Linked DNA regions of Mus musculus: region 1 is linked to region 2. A link is a contact called in public ChIA-PET data. All regions are on one chromosome and are shown on one strand. Each heading gives the region's core, a stretch centred on a gene start, on an enhancer-like site or on the middle of the called end of the contact. The rest is flanking DNA. Distances are from core to core; before and after follow the strand shown.

What was found. ChIA-PET counts read pairs in DNA pulled down with a chosen protein or histone mark.
Region 1: a contact with region 2 is called in an RNA polymerase II ChIA-PET map of memory CD8 T cells, with 44 read pairs. The contact joins the promoter of Ninj1 here to the enhancer-like site in region 2. A contact is called at or near these places in 2 of 39 promoter capture datasets (the 3T3-L1 cell line and hippocampal neurons), 9 of 484 Hi-C or Micro-C datasets (the C2C12 cell line, the G1E-ER4 cell line, LSK cells and 6 more), 2 of 115 datasets of contacts at active chromatin or transcription factors (effector CD8 T cells and memory CD8 T cells) and 3 of 9 other capture datasets (adipose tissue, liver and pancreatic islet).

What each region holds. Positions count from the first base shown.
Region 1 is chr13:49,185,997-49,188,863 of GRCm38.p6, forward strand. It overlaps Ninj1 (ninjurin 1), which reads left to right and starts at 1,533. Exons shown (of 4, transcript NM_013610.3): 1 at 1,533-1,641. The coding sequence starts at 1,567.
Region 2 is chr13:49,068,749-49,071,687 of GRCm38.p6, forward strand. It overlaps Wnk2 (WNK lysine deficient protein kinase 2), which reads right to left. Exons shown (of 30, transcript NM_001290313.1): 15 at 2,207-2,375; 16 at 2,022-2,138. Among named protein-coding and RNA genes, the nearest start is that of Wnk2, 78 kb to the right of the region's middle. Within about 2 kb of position 1,488, at least 14 of the 459 cell types and tissues checked have an H3K27ac peak or open chromatin away from gene starts, as enhancers often do. A contact at or near this core is called in memory CD8 T cells, where this site is marked.

The DNA.
Region 1 (2,867 bases), core at 283-2,782, 120 kb after region 2:
TTGTCATTTTATTTTATGTAGATGGGTGTTTTGCCTGCATGTATGTCTGGTACCCACAGAAGCCAGAAGAGGATGTAAGACGCCTTGGAAGAGGAGTGAGAGACGGTCAAGAGCTGCAAGCAGCCGGTACTCTTAACTACTAAGCCATCTCTTCTGCCCAGGTATCTTTTTTGTTTTTGGGACAGCGTTTCTCTATGTAGCTCTGGCTGTTCTGGAACTTGCTCTGTAGACCAGGCTGGCCTCGAACTCAGACATACACCTGTCTCTGCCTCCAAGTGCTGGGATTAAAGGCTTGTGCCACCACCTCTACCACCAGGCTGGCTCCATTTCTTATTTCTAATCCTCTTCCTTCTGGATGTGAGACAGGGGACAGAGGGTCCGCAGGTTCACTTGGCCTTTAGCAAACTCCAGCCTTATGCTAAGACACAAGCTGGCAAGAAGGGTCATAAAGAGAAGGTGAACCACTCCATCAAGGAACGGTAGTTCTGAGCCCCAGCTTGTAATCTCCCTAAGAGTCTCATCGTCCTTATTCCTTCTGAGACTCTAGGAGATACCAGGAGAGGAGTGTGGCACCCCTGAGGCCAGGCAAAGCATGGGGCCTGAGAGTGAGGCCAGGGTGGGAAGGAAGAAGGCACAGCAACTGGCTTTTACTCCTGCATCTAGTGTGTCTCCTCGGACGACAGCACCCCATCACACTCCATCTAGCTTCCTAGGCCAGGAAAAGACATGGTACTGGGGCACAAAGGTCCATTGGGCCACGAACTGCAGTAGCCAACCAACACGTCATACCCTTGGAGTATAGATGTCAGGGCTATGATGTCAGCTTCTTCTGGACACTAAAGCTGTTGTGCTTCCCTCTGGTCCCTGGTCTCTCTTGGAGGGTGGTGTGGGAGGCAGGAGAGTCCCGGAGAGCGGAATGCCAGCCTTCTCCACCAGTGCCAGCCACACGCAGGCTCTGCACAGTGGGGTGCTGGCTGCAAGCTAGACCCAGAGCAAGAGGCTCTCCCTCATATGTTCTATTCTCCAGGCAGAACAGCTGAGGGCTCTAAAGTGGAAACCTGGAGTAACCGTTGACACCCTTTTCCTGTGTTGAGTTACCCTGAAGGGACTTACAGCCTCAGGGCGTGTCCTCCCCAAGGAAAAAACCTCAGCACGGGGCAGCATGTGCCTCGCCCTTGGCCTCACTTTTAAACAGATCAAGTGCTTATGTTCAAAGTTCAGAGGGGGGCCCGTTTGATCAACAACTTTGAGACAGGGTCCCTGGGGACCCCCGATGTCATCGCGAGGACAGGCGCTGGGCTGCTTGCCCTAGCCATCGTGAAGGAGCCTGAGAATTGGGGACATCAAGGCCGCTGGAGAAGTGCTATCCTGCTCAGGCGCGATTCCAGCAGCTGGCGTCTAGGCCCCGGCCCGCCCCGGGTGGAGGCGGAGTCCGGGGGCGGCCGCGCGCGGGGGGCGTGTCGGGGGCGGGCCGGGGGCGGGCCGGGGGCGGGCGCACAGCCGTAGCCCGTGGCGGAGGCGCGGGTGCGCTCAGGCCGTGTGCTGGGCGGCCCGGGCGGCCGCACCATGGAGTCGGGCACTGAGGAGTATGAGCTCAACGGCGACCTGCGCCCGGGCTCCCCCGGTTCCCCCGACGCCTTGGTAAGCTCTCAGCACCTCCTGCCCCGGCTGCTGTGTGACCTTGGCCGGCGCCGCCCTCTCTGGGCCCGGCACGTCAGCGGGCACCTGTGGGCGTCTGGCCCGGTTTCGCGCGGCGTCCGCACTGCGGGGGGTGGTGGTGGCCGCTGCTTCCGGGCAAAGTCGTGCTTGACCTGTCTCTAGCGCAAGTGGTGGCCCACGGGTCTGGGGCCAGCACAGCAGGTAGGCAGAGGCGCCGGGCGGTCTAGCTTGCTGCCGTCGCCCCGCTGTGCAGAGCCCGCGTCTGGCTGGCACCACTCCTCGGGTGGAGAAGGCTGGCATTCCGCTCTCCGGGACTCTCCTGCCTCCCACACCATCCTCCAACTTCCAACGCCTCCGGGCTGTCTCCTGCGTGCCTTGGGGTGGGCGGGAGAAGAGTCACCGCCTCCTGGTTGGAAGCTAGCATCAGGCAGACAGCTACGTCACCACACGGTGACCACACGGTCGTCTGCAGCAGTGATAAGGGGGAAACCCGTGGCTGTGTCTCTGCTGCTGTCACCTGCCTATGAAAAACAGAACGCCACCCTCTCGATCGTCAGGGTGCTAGTTCTAGGACTGTAAGGACCTGCCTCGAGTTTGCTCTGCCTAGCCTGCTAAGGCCACAGCGATGGTCGGATGCCTGTGTCGAGGGACCATCTTTCCTGACCCCTCACCTCATAGTCTACCTCCGGGGCAGGGCCTGAGCATGCCAGGGCCGAGCCTTCACTTGTACCACCCCGCATGGCCCTCTGTCCCTCGGTGACATGTTGACTTTGGACATTCCTTCTATTTCCGACCCCCCCCCCCAGGGATGGGGTGGAGTGGGGTGGGGAATTGCACCAGGCTGGGATTTTCCACAAGTCTTTGCGGTGCAAAATAAACCAGAACAGAGACTTTCTGCCCAGGTCCATATAGTGGAAACAGGGAACACCAACGTCTCCTGGGACTACTTCAGGTGTGCCAGCTGAGACTTGGGCTCTGCCAAAATGTGTGAACACTCCGGAAGCAGTGGGCCAGGGACACCCCGGGCTGAGTTCCTTTAGGGAGCCCATCAACTGTCTGGGCCTTTTGTATGTGGGTCTACAATAAAGAACCAGTGATCTCTAGGCCTTTAAGGACAAGGGATGCAAATCAGGAACAGGTGGGCCCGTGGTTCAGCTGCGGATTTGAAGGGAAACTGGCTGTCTCTGAGCAGCAGCCTCCCCCTTCAG
Region 2 (2,939 bases), core at 238-2,737:
CAAGTACTGAGATTAAAGGTGTGCACCACTATGACTGGTTCCCCAGAAATCTTTCCTATTGGCTGTCTTTACATTTCGTCTTCACAGAGCTCTTGCCTTACAGCCACATGGCTCTTCTCAGCTCTTCCAAAGTTGGCCAAGGCAGACAAAACTGAACTGATCAGGCAGATCGCTGAGTCCCATCCTTGCGGCTGCCCCAGTAAGGAACAATACCATGATCTCTCCAACTAATCACACAGGGCTTTCCAGCATCCACTTATACCAGATACTGTCCTCCTGGCAGGCCAGGTCTGAGTCCAGAAACCCATGATTCTATAATGCCTGCATTGGCTGCCTCCTCATGGTCAAGAATTTCTTGTAGAATTGACTCTCTTCCATTCCTCACCCAGAAGTAGAGAACAGCAAAACAGCCCAGGCCTGGGATATGAAGGTAACTAGAGGGCTAATACCACAGCCTAGATACTAGGGCCTCTGGGCTAGCCTCACCAGGATACAGTCACTGTCCTTAATGCTCCTGTGGGCAACCTTGGCCCACTGTGTCTTGGCTACCTTAGGCAGATTCAGCATGACTTATCTCTCCCTGGACAAAGAGCTCTAGGGAGACAGCAACTGTCTTCTTTCCTAGGGCACTCCAGTGCCAGCTCTTTCTAACCATTCTTCTCATTCATACAAGTGTGTAGCTTCACACATGCCTGGACCATCCATCCCCTGTGGGTGAGCCTGCGGCTCCTACAAGATAGCTGAAGAGCAGTGTTCTTCCAACCACCTAGATAAAACCCCCAGGAGTACCACTACTCCCCCAGATGAGGCTGAGGCTGCCATCCTTAGCTATCCACCCCTGAGTGTGGCTTGAAGCCTGTATGTAGTCAAGAGCACCCAGATACGTGCGTGACGCAGGCTGAAGCATGCAAGAACATATGGAGTGCTGCAAATCTGGCAAAACTAAACAAAAGCCTCTTATGGCTTCCTGATAGGAGTATGTTTCTTCTTCTTCTTAAAGAGAAATTAAAGAGATCAAAAACACATTTAAAAATAAAACAGAGAAAAACTTAAAACTTCAGGGTTCAAGTATAAATCGAAACCAAAACCAAGCTAATTCAAACATCTGGTTTCTTCTTTACAATGGTCTGCCAGGGTAATAAGCCCAAGACCCAAGGAATGGAGGGTCCCACGTGTGGCAAGATGGTCCCAGATGAGGCAAAGCTTGTCTAACTAACACCTATGATGATTAATATTAATCATCAAGCCAAAGGACCTGGAATCACCCAGGAGACAAAGCTCTGGGCACTTTTTACTTTGGGGTCGCTGAGGTGGGAAGGCTCATCCTAAATGTGGACTGGAGTGCCGGACTGAGTACAATGGAGAAAGCTGGCTGGGTACCAGAATTCCTCTCTCTCTGCTTCCTGACTGTGGGTACAAGGTGACAAACCACCTCACACTCCTGCTGCCAAGACCTTCTCTAGCCGTGAGCTAAATTAAACACTTCCTTCCTTGCTTCTGTCAGGTGTTTCGTCTCAGCAGTGAGACAAGTTAACTCCCACGGCGCCCCAGTCCACCATGGACACCTGTGCTTCCTCTGGAGCCTCTGGATGCCTCCAACCCCAAAGCAGGGGCAGGGAACAAGGCAGAGGGCTGTGGGAAGCATAGATTGCTCATGAGCTGTCTGTACAGTTACATACTGCTTGGTGGGGAGTTCAAAGAAGGGAAAAGCAATGGGATGAGAGGAGGGTTAGAATCCAGGGGAAACCTGAGACCAAAAGGATGCAATTTAGATTGAGAGCTGCACAGGTGCTTTGTACGTGAATTGTCCTTACTAAGGAGTCTGGGGAAAACCCCACAAAAACCATCTGCAGGAAGCTGATGCCCTCCCTGGAGAGCCACAGCTCTGGGGACAGTTGCTAAGTTTTGTGCCCAACCCACAGGCCACCCAGACACCTCCATGCAGGACCAAACTCAACATTTTAACTCTTCAAGAGCCTAAGGACTTCAAGGAGGCGGCCTCAGCCCTGGCCCAGCCTTACCATGTACGTGGCAATCTCATCCGGAGCGTCCCCATCGAGGTCAAACTTGAAGGTCACCATCTTATGGTTATGCGTTTCCAGCTGACACTCCACCATCTTGTCCCCCGTGTTACACACCTGCGGGAAGCCATGATCAGATTGCAGAGGAATTCATACCCACGTGCCCCCAAACAGCAGCCACTCACATTTAGGATAGTGAGCCGGGGCCGGCTGGCCCTCTCCTGCCGCGAGCGTGCACGAGTGGACCTACGGTGGTGTTTCCGGGCGGTCCTTCCCTCCAGCCTGCCCCCTCCAAAGGTGCCTTCACAGCTGTCACTCAGATCTCTTCCAGAGGTGACATCAGAACCTCCAAAGCTGAGGGAAAACCAAGAATGTTAACAGCATTATGTGGATTGCCAGAAAACCCACTCTAGTCAGTCCAGCCTTGGAGCTTTAAGTGCCTAAAGTTGTGACCTGTAGAGATAGATGATGGTACCCAGCCTTCAAGGGGAACCAAGACCTCTCTTCCTCCAGTACCCATTCAATATCACCCAGGGGCCAGGGGAAGCACTAGCTTCCCTGTGATGGGCTGGATGGTCCTGTAGGCCTTTTGCCTGTGAAACGGGTCTACATGCTTCACTTTGCCCATGGGTGCAAACAAGACCTCAGACACTCTAGGCTGTCGTGAGGACTGTAGAGTCTTACATGAGCATGGAGTCCTGCATGCACAACATCCAGTTTTCTGGGATGGTGGGATCCCAGTTACCTCTCATACCCACTCCAATAAGACCAGCACTGCCACCCCGGATCACAGGAGGAGAGACCTGAACATCTGGGCCTAGGCATACCATAGAGTACTGAGGCTCTGCCCATTATCTTCCCTTTGTGGAATGTCCTCACCACAAGGACTAATGCCAGGACCCACAGCTCAGCAGGGAC